3 separate regions of the Mus musculus genome follow, and regions 1 and 3 are each linked to region 2. A link is a contact called in public ChIA-PET and HiChIP or PLAC-seq data. All regions are on one chromosome and are shown on one strand. The core of a region is the stretch at or near the end of the contact, and the rest is flanking DNA. Distances in the headings are between cores, read along the strand shown.

Evidence for each region. ChIA-PET counts read pairs in DNA pulled down with a chosen protein or histone mark. HiChIP or PLAC-seq counts read pairs in DNA pulled down with a chosen protein or histone mark.
Region 1: an RNA polymerase II ChIA-PET map of effector CD8 T cells shows a contact between it and region 2, with 93 read pairs. The contact joins the enhancer-like site here to the promoter of Sf3b1 in region 2. A contact is called at or near these places in 1 of 39 promoter capture datasets (the C10 cell line), 3 of 484 Hi-C or Micro-C datasets (the G1E-ER4 cell line and embryonic stem cells), 5 of 115 datasets of contacts at active chromatin or transcription factors (the HPC-7 cell line, effector CD8 T cells, embryonic stem cells and 2 more) and 3 of 9 other capture datasets (adipose tissue, liver and pancreatic islet).
Region 3: a contact with region 2 is called in an H3K4me3 HiChIP or PLAC-seq map of embryonic stem cells, with 18 read pairs. The contact joins the enhancer-like site here to the promoter of Sf3b1 in region 2. A contact is called at or near these places in 2 of 39 promoter capture datasets (both in embryonic stem cells), 10 of 484 Hi-C or Micro-C datasets (the C2C12 cell line, the NIH/3T3 cell line, cortical glia and 5 more), 14 of 115 datasets of contacts at active chromatin or transcription factors (the HPC-7 cell line, the SCID.adh cell line, embryonic stem cells and 4 more) and 2 of 9 other capture datasets (adipose tissue and pancreatic islet).

What each region holds. Positions count from the first base shown.
Region 1 is chr1:54,840,070-54,843,360 of GRCm38.p6, forward strand. The region is part of intron 1 of Ankrd44 (ankyrin repeat domain 44); the gene reads right to left. Among named protein-coding and RNA genes, the nearest start is that of Ankrd44, 85 kb to the right of the region's middle. Within about 2 kb of position 1,877, at least 94 of the 459 cell types and tissues checked have an H3K27ac peak or open chromatin away from gene starts, as enhancers often do. A contact at or near this core is called in the HPC-7 cell line, effector CD8 T cells, regulatory T cells and 1 more, where this site is marked.
Region 2 is chr1:55,026,069-55,029,048 of GRCm38.p6, forward strand. Sf3b1 (splicing factor 3b, subunit 1) reads right to left here and starts at 1,410. Exons shown (of 25, transcript NM_031179.2): 1 at 1,271-1,410. The coding sequence starts at 1,298.
Region 3 is chr1:55,160,247-55,163,709 of GRCm38.p6, forward strand. It overlaps the pseudogene Gm6822. Among named protein-coding and RNA genes, the nearest start is that of Mob4, 31 kb to the left of the region's middle. Within about 2 kb of position 1,850, at least 88 of the 459 cell types and tissues checked have an H3K27ac peak or open chromatin away from gene starts, as enhancers often do. A contact at or near this core is called in the C2C12 cell line, cortical glia, embryonic stem cells and 2 more, where this site is marked.

The DNA.
Region 1 (3,291 bases), core at 627-3,126, 190 kb before region 2:
TAAGGGAAATGATAAGACAGCAGGAAGAGAGAGGAGCCTGTGGGGCTGGAAAGCAGTTGGTATGGGAAATGGGAACTCTTACAGAAGCAGATAGGCCTATCTGACTTCCTTTCAAAGACAGTGGCCCCGTTCATATTTACTTTATTTCTCTAACTACAATCCACCCAGGTACTGATAAGGGATGTTTTCAAAACATGACTCAAGTGCATTCTGACAACCACACTCAGTCCTGGTCCACAGTGATTTACTAAGCATATGAAACTTGCCATCCTTCCCTTGAGAGCTCTAACACGTAACAGGAAGCACACAGCATATGTAACATGAATGAGAGAGAAACTGTGTCTGGCCCTCTGGAAGATGCAGCCTTTGAATTAAGGACTGGAGGTTGGTGAGGGTTTAAAAAGATGGGGTGTCAGTGGAAAGAGAGCAAGCACCTTCACGCTTTGAAGGGTGTGAGTAGAAGGAACAGTTTTCTCCATGGTGAACATGGGTGAATGGATGGAGGGAAAGAAGTCAGTGGGGTAAGATCACAGAAGCTGAGGATAAAGCTGCCTATTACATTTGGACTCTCTTCTGTAGAATTGGCAAGCTGTAATCTGTTTTTGCAGGGGGAGGGTGACTTGAGAGTTGAGTTTGGGGGGCTGGAGAGGCACCTCAGTGAGAACTGCAGATCTTATAGAGGACCCACATTTGATTCTCAGCTCCTTCATCACACAGTTCACAGTTGTCTATACCTCCAGCTCCAAGGGAACCAACACCCTTCTCTGGCATCCATGGACACTGTATGAACATTGTGCACATACATGTAAGCAGGTGCATGCACATAAAAACAAAGTGTTTCATGAAAAAGAAAAGAAGAAAAAAAAGAAAAAGAAAAAGAAGAACTGTAGAGCCAGGCATGGTGTAGCACATACCTATAATCTCAGCACTTGGAAAGTAAAGGCAAAGGATTGGGAGTTCAAAGTTATCCTCAGCTAATAGATAAGTTAAAGTCCAGCCTGAGCTACACGAGACCCTGTCTTAGATATAGCTGTCTCCTGAGAGGCTCTGCCAGTGCCTGAAAAATACAGAAGTGGATGCTCACAGCCATCCATTGGATGGAGCACAGGGTCCCCAATGAAGGAGCTAGAGAAAGAACCCAAGGAGCTGAAGGGGTTTGCAGCCCCCTAGGAGGAACAACAATATGAACTAACCAGTACCCCCAGAGCACCAACCAAAGAAAACACACGGTGGGACTCATGGCCCTAGCTACACATGTAGCAGAGGATGGCCTAGTCAGTCATCAATGGGAGGAGGGGCCCTTGGTCCTGTGAACGTTCTATGCCCCAGTATAGGAGACTGTCAGGGCCAGGAAGCAAGAGTGGGTGTGTTGGGGAGCAGGGGGAGGAGGGCAAGGGATAGGGAGTTTTCAGAGGGGAAACTAGGAAAGGGAATAACATTTGAAATGTAAATAAAGAAAATACCTAATAAAAATTAATAGAATGCTTATTAATTTAAAAAAAAGAGTTGTTTTTTTTTCCAAATAATAAGCCTCGTAGTAGATTGTGTAAAAGCTAAGAGAAATGTGACACAAGGGAGAAGATGACAGTACCAGTTTAGGAGAGAGCTCTCAGGGATGGGTATTCCTCAACTATGCAAGGAAACAGGGTCTCTGTGACCAGTCTGCAATCTAAAGGGTACATGTGCTCTCCACACCTTTAGATTGGTCTGAGCAGCCCACTCCATTGGAGCTGCCTAAAGACTCTCACTGACTGGGCAGAGTGCAGGGCTCTCTGCAGCAGCCAGCCCAGGCACCAGCAGGAGGTTGCTGGAGGAGTGTAGTAGAGCTGTGATCCTCTTTGCTGGGGAAAGCCAGTTGCTAGCTGTGCGATGCTCCCTTGACAGAGACCGGAAGTTGCAGGGCCTCTGAAGGTAGCACATCCCACATCTGCAGGACCTGTTACTCATCCGCAGCACGACCACAAGATCACAGCCTGGTGCTTCCGGTTTGAGTACTGCTTGCTCAGTCCAGGTCTCACTAACAGAGGAGGATCTCCTTGTGCTATGAGCTAAATGAAGAACAGCAGCAAATGTGTAGTACCTTTCTCTATATTTAGTTCCCAACTCAAAACTTAGAAGATACCTTTTTTTTTTCAATCATGCAGTTTCAAAACCAGAAAAAAATGACAAGGGGGCATCAAACCCTTATGCATTGTCTCTTTGTCTTGTGTTTGCTAGGTTATATCTTAAGTAATTTTTTACTACAACAATACAAAGTCAGGTAAAGAAAACCTTGATAACCATTCCTATCACCCATAATAATAGACTAATATATACTCTTTGACACATTTCCTGGATGCTGCTGTTGAACACAAAAATACCAATACATAAGATATTGAGTTATCACTAAAGTGGGCTCTTACTACATCCCTCTCTTAAAACCTGTAAGAACAACAACATACTGTGGTTATCTCCCAGTTAAGCTACAGGATTACCTAATTTCTTTACAGGGATATAGTGTTCTAGAAATACAGACATATTGTAACATAGCCTGGCCATGTGTTGCACAAAGAAGAGCTACAGAGCTGAAAGCATTTTATGAATGCCTATGGTATGCTATTTTTATAAAATACACAAAAGAAATGTATATTGTAGTCCATTCCTCGGAGAATGCCCAATAGAGTTGGGCAAATAAGGATGCCCCATGTAGACAACACAAATGTGCAAGATGGTACTCCAGAGTTCCCCAGACCCGAGGCAAGAGCTGCCAGGTTTCCCTCTGCACCAAGATAGACTGCAGAGAGCTCAGAGGGCTCTCCTCTGTTCAACCATCCCAGAAGTCTTGTTTAACTGACCAGGACAGCACAGGAGTCAGCCTAGGGAGGAGGCATCACTTGAACAAGACCTAGATAGGGGCTAGGGCACACAAAAGAGGGGGAAGGTGTTTGACAAATGAACGACAGCACCAGGCTGCTGTTCAACATGTGTTCATGTGGCGTGACGACCAGGGGTCCCTGGGTTTCTGAGCACTTTCCTCTCCCATGCCCCTCATCTCTACACAGCTCCTTAAAGATGTAAAGGAATCCAGGCTTAGGCACCCACAGCATTACCCTGAGAGTGATTTAATGTGGGATTTCAGGCAGCGTAAGCTTGGGACTGTCCCCTGGGTCCTTTTGTCCCATCATTCCTGTGTTTACTGCTGAGCAGCATGCATGTAAACACATGTGCTCACTCACACATATGGCTGTGAGCAATCATTCACACTGTCCCCCTCCATCTGGAAAACAGCATGAATAACGTGGAGAAAGAAAG
Region 2 (2,980 bases), core at 160-2,659:
TGTTTAAAGACAAAAGACTAGTTAATGCAGGGACATTTCTGGCTTTCAAAAGTGTTAGTATTTTCAGTTCCTCAAATGTCCCAGCTATTGGTCCTAAACCATCTCTTTAGATTCGCATCGGAATTCCCTCCTTACACCCTCCTCTATCCTACCACAGCGACACTCACTGCATGGTACAAGATGTTCCCTCCGGCTCAGACATCCTCCCCTAATTTAAAACTGATTGATCCTTTTTTATCAGCGCCGCGTCACCACCTCCCAAAAATAACTAAGCATAAATTAATGGCTCCGTTACCCAGCTTCTCAGAAAGTACTGGCTTTACTTCTCTGTACACATTCCTTTGATTTTCTAAGAGAATATTCACACATCTGCTTCCACATCAAACTGTCAAATTTCTGACATCCTTAGCTTGTTACCTCTCTCTAACACCGAGACACACACTTAGAAAGGACGGGTTTAGTGACTTAGTGTCAGCGTAAATTTTGGCTTCTTAACCGGGAGCCAAGAAACAGGGATTCTGTCTCTCAGACTCAAATTCCTTCCCGTCTTCTCTGGTTACTTTCCTTATGGAATCTGGTTGCTTCTCAACATGTTTCTAGCTCTGTTTACTCTTGTGCAGCATAAAATAAGCGACTACCCAGAAAACTTTGGCAACTGGTCAAATCTGCCTTTCCTTCTCTCTTCCTCCTGATTCTCCAACACCTAGCTCTCAAAGGGAAAAAGATAGAACACCAGGACACAAGTGATTAAAGGAGTAAACTACCAGATTTTCTGCCGGAATCATTTAGTGCAAGCACCACAACACGATCCAGCCGCCTTGGAGATGCCTGTATCGCGAAGGCTGGGATTGGCAGGCCTGCGCTGAAGCGGCCTCCGTTAGGAGCGGCCCGAAAGCGGCTGCCGTCATTCAGGGCTTTCCAGGTACGAACTGCCGACGATAGCGCCCGGGGGGCGAGAAAGTCGGCCTCCCACGTCCGCCTCCCCGCTCCCTCCCCGGGAGTCCCCCGGGGCAAGCCGCTCGAGCGAGGCTCTCCGGTCAGAACAAGAGAACTCGGAAGCACCAACAGCCAGCGCGGAACAAAGCGCCGGTCCCGGAGTGCGAGAGGACGCCATTACGCGGGCAGCGGCCTGCGCCGACGAGCCGAGCAGGCCTCGCCGCGCGGCCTCGGTCGAGACCAGAGATGCCACGCGAAGACGCAGAAAGCCAGGAGAGAGGGCCGCGGCTGGCTGGCTGCCGAGGTCGCGCGTGGGAAGGGAAAGGCCGCTTACCTTCGTGAGTCTTGGCGATCTTCGCCATTTTGTCCACTCGAACACACAGACGGAACTGGCGCTCCCAAGGACTTCCGCTCGCCGCCGCCAGAAACAGAGGCCGCTCTCTGAGCGTGCGCACCCGGGAGCGCGCGCCGCACTGTAGCACGTACTTCAACTGCCACCTATATGAGACTGCGAGGGGCATTATGGGAGTGGGCGGGGCCAGGGCGGGCTCCCGGCGGCTTCCTTAAAAAGCCAGCGAAACCGCGGGGAAGACTAAACGCGGAAGAGGATGGCTACTTCCCAAGAGGGCTGTAGCCTGTCCGGCCAGTGGTGGGTAACGTGCCGTTAATTCAAGCACTCGGAAGAGAAGAGGCAGTTCGAGGCCAGCCTGGTCTACAAAGAGAGTTCCCGAAGCCAGGGCTGTACAGACAAAGCCTGTCTTTAATAAAACCAAAGGAGCCTGGCAGTGGTGGCGCACCCCTTTAATCCCAGCACTTGGGAGGCAGCGGCAGGCAGATTCTGAGTTCGAGGCCAGCCTGGTCTACAGAGTGAGTTCCAGAACAGCCAAGGCTACACAGAGAAACCCTGTCTCGAAAAAAACAAAAATAAAAAGTAGAGAGAGAGAGAGATTAAATTACACAAAATAGAATTTAGCCAAAGGAACACTGCCTCCAAGACACCCAAAAAATAAACAGTATGCTAGCCAGGCCTGTTAGAAATAAAGTTTATGATGCCTAAGATGTTAATGTTGGTTCACCAGTATTGACCAGCCATTAGATACGGTAGAATACTTCTCTTAACAGGCAGCTCAAGGGAATAGTATAGGGTCACAAGCAATGTTAAGTCCTGATCTACAATAAAGCCCAGTTCTTTTCTTGAGAGAAACATAATTCTGCCAAATGGGTAAGATGACCCCAGGTAACAACTATTTGAAAAAGTACAACACTGGTGCACTTAAAATAATTCTGGCAATAACTGATGCCTAAATGACCAGGCAAATAGGAGTGACCTATTGACCAGATTTTCAGCCTTCTGTCTCTGTTTAAGTTGTACTAAATGTAACCCAGGGTTGGGACCTAAATTACAAATTTGAGGATAACCTCATATTTGGAGAAAATAAGCCTAAGGTGTCTCTAAGTTATCAAAATGTATTCAAGGCTGGCCCTACCGAGCATTAGCCAGAGCCAGCTGTGCCAGACCTTTTTCCTTTATTATCCTCCAAATGTGCAGGATGCTTTCTCACTGGGAAGGCTTATCATTTCTATAACAGATTCAAAGGAGCATTTGCTGCATTTGTGGTAATTGTAGAAGCTAAATACTTCCTGGAGTTCCAGAGTAATGATAAACATCACTAAAAGATCACCCAGAATTGTCTTGTGAATCCTCTTTTATAAAAATAAGATTTTTTCATGCTGGGCGTGGTGGCGCACGCCTTTAATCCCAGCACTCAGGAGGCAGAGGCAGGCGGATTTCTGAGTTCAAGGCCAGCCTGTTCTACAAAGTGAGTTCCACAGGGCTACACAGAGAAACCCTGTCTCAAAAAACAAAAACAAAACAAAAAAGATTTTTCTCACCACAGCCTACTTGTCTGTATGTTTGTTCCTGAAAGAATACTAATATGGTTCAGGACAGGAAGGAGAGTATTAAAATGAGTCCGAGACGGCTCCCTTAGGCTCCTTATTTGGGGAGGTTGTGCAGCCTTGCAGAAAGAGGAAGTACATCGCT
Region 3 (3,463 bases), core at 600-3,099, 130 kb after region 2:
TGGTGCTGGGATTAAACCCAGGGTTTTGTGCCTGTTAGGTGAGCACTCTGGAACTGAGCTATGTCCTCAGCCCCTTTAGCCCCACCTCTTCTCATCTTCATGAAAAACCATTTATTTGAGACAGGGTCCCATAGTGTAGCCCTGGCTGGCCTGAAACTCACCGTGTAGACCAGGTTGTCCTGCACAGGCAACAGAGCTGAATCTGCAGGTCCCTGGGAGGCATGGACAGGACCGCGAGAGAAAGCAGTGCCCAGACCCCTCTCTCCATTGCACAAAGGTGAAGCAGAAGTGATCTCAGATTTTAAATAGCTCCAGGTAAGTTGCATTTTTGCAAGATGCTGCAATCAATCCCAGCAGAAAACAATATGATCCTCTTTTGAATCCTACATGTTTCTTTTTTCAACACCTAGTATTTTATTCAGATAGCAGTCCCGTTACACATGGTCCAAGAACATTCAAATAAGAACTCAAATCGGAAGTTAAAGATTGGTCTTCAAACCTCATAGCCAACAATGCCACGTTTGCCTATGATCTCTCCGATATAAAACCACATCCACACCTCAGTGGCCACCAAACCATTCAGCACAGCTTCCTTCACTGTAAGGTGTTTGAAGCTACCAGTTTTAGCACTTTGAATGATTTTTTTCACGCTCTGAATAGCTGTAGGGATTTCACCAGGGGTTGAGGGAACCAGCTCAACCTTGGCGTAGTGCCAAAATGTGGCCAATCGAGGCTTCGAGTAAGTCACGGCAGCAGCCACCATCGATGGTGCCGTCTCTGCGAAGTTACGGATGAGCTTGGCCATGGTCTAAGGTGGAAGGTACGTCTCCCCGAACCACCGGCTGAATGTGAATCCTACATGTTTCTTGAGGCCAAATTGTAACATTCAGTCACTGAGTCAGGAGGAGGTTAGAGTTTGGCAGTGGTCTGTCCGGCAGAGTGAATTGTGCTGGGGTATCCAGGACTTCCAGGCCCTATCTGAATCAGACTGTGATTTTGGCTGATCATAAACAGCCCCTTTCTTTGCTTACAATTCTAAATTAAAAATAGGCCTGGCTGTAGTCCCATCTGCCTTTAACTCACACTGGCTAGTTTCTAAGTGTGCCAGGAACCTCACAATGTAGCCATTCTTCTCAGAACCTCCTACACAGGCAAGCACTAATTTGGTGATTCCATAAGTTGAACCCAAATGAGCCTCCGTGAGTCACAGTTGGCATGGATGCCGCTCATCGCTTGGCCTTGGCCTGTTTATGCCTTGAGTGATTTAATATGAAGATGAAACCTTAGCTCACTGCCCAGAAGAAATCATCTGTCATAATCCAGATCCAATGAGTGAGTAAGTGAATAACGCCATTGTAGATTCAGTGTGGGAGCACTGTGTCCTGTGAGTGATTTCCCAGGACAGGAGCTTTCCCCTGATCGGGAACATCCACCAGGATAGGTGAGTGAGCCAAGCAGGCATCTTAAAAACGATTTATGATTTCAGAAGCAAATCTGAAAATAAGTTTCAGGTAACAGCTATGCCAATGGTAGCAGTCTTGAGACTACAGCATTGACTTATGGGGGAGAAACAGAATATGACATTTGTGGCTTCAAAAGGGTAACGTAGGGGTCAGGTATAACAGTGAGCGCCCGTTATCCCAGTGTTTGAGAACAAAGGCAGGTGTTCAAGTTCATGGCCTCCCGAGTGCTGGGATTAAAGATGTGCACCGCCATGCCTGGCATTGAGTTATTAAAAACCAAGAAGGAAGGGGCTAGAGAAGTGGGTCAGGGATGTTGAGAATACTTGCTGTCTTCCAGAGGAAGATTCCCAGAACCACGTTATGTGGCTCACGGCTTCCCACAACCCCAGCTTCAGGGCTCTGGCGCCCTCTTCTGGACTCTTTGGGGGCCTGTACACATATGCCACTCACCCACCATGTGCACATAATTAAAAAATAAATCATAAAAACTCCAAGAAGAATATGGATTTGTTTATTGTATGTGGAGAAAGGGCATACACATGCTGTGGGCACGCGTGAAGGTCAGAGGCTAACATGCAGAGTTGATTCTCTCCTTCCACCATGTGGGTCCTGGGAAGTGAACCCAGGCCAAGGGGCCTCGTGCCTTACCTACCTTATCACTGGCTCCGACTTACTACTTTCACCCTCCCTCCTTCCCTCCCTCCTCCCCTCCCTCTCTTCCTCTCCCTCTCCCTCTCTCCTTTCCTTCCTTCTCTCCCTCCTTTCTTTTTTGAAACTCTCGCTGATTGAAAGTTTTGATCTATCACATCAGTCATTTTTGTCTCAAAAGTTAGGAAGTTTCATTGAATAGCATGTAAGTTGTGGGGTTTTTTTTTTCTTTTTTTTTGGGGGGGGGGCAGTTTCGAGGCAGGGTTTCTCTGTGTAGCCCTGGCTGTCCTGGAATTCACTTTGTAGACCAGGCTGGTCTTGAACTCAGAAATCCGCCTGCCTCTGCCTCCCAAGTGCTGGGATTAAAGGCGTGCGCCACCACGCCCGGCTTTTGTAAATTGTGTTTTACAGTACCATGCATTATAGCTTATGTTGCTCTCTTATGCTACGAGATAAAAAGGCTGTAACCCTTGGCAATAATCTATATTAAAGCCTTTTCAGGGCTGGGGCTATCTCAAAGCCGTGTTTACCTGGCACAGACAACACCCTGGGTGTGACCCTTTGCTCCACAAAAAGCCCTTGTTGGAATCCTAGCAAGAGGATTGTGTCTGAACCCAGCCTGGGCTAAATAGTGAGACCCTGTCCTTATAAGGAAAACAACGGGTTTCAAGCATGGCGCTGCTTCTGCCTGTGCTGTCTGTAGCTCTTGCTCCTCAGGAGGCTGAGCCATGGAGGGGATTAGTTAAGCCAGCCACACAGTGAGACAGACTCAAACGTAAGGTTTTCCATGGATGCATTTACAACCTGGCTATTGAGAAGTCAATGAGGACTTTCTTTTAAATAGTTTTTTTGTTGTTGTTTGGTTTTTGGCAAGGTTACTAGGTAACCCTGGCTGTCCTGGAACTCAATGTGCAGAGCAGGCTGGCCTTAAACTCAAAGATCCGCTTGCTTCTCCCTCTGAGTGTTGGGATAAAAAGTGTGTGCCAGCCATGCCTGACTTGGGTGTGTGTGTGTGTGTGTGTGTGTGTGTGTGTGTGTGTGTGTGTGTGTGTTTGTTTAAGACAGTCTCCCAGTGCAGCCCAGGCTAGCCTTGAATTTGAGACAATCTCGCTTGACCTCTTAAATACTGGGATTAGAGGCTAGCACTACCACACTTGGCTTAACATTGTATTTATGTGTGGCTATTTTGCATAACTGAACATAGTTAAGTATATTAGTATAATATGATTCCAAGCAGTGGGCAGGATTGGAGGAATCAGGAGGAGGGATTTTTTTTTCCTTTGTTTCTTCTCTTTCTCCCCCCCCCCTTTTTTTCCTTCTTTTTTCTGAGGCAGCGTTTTTGGCATGTAGTC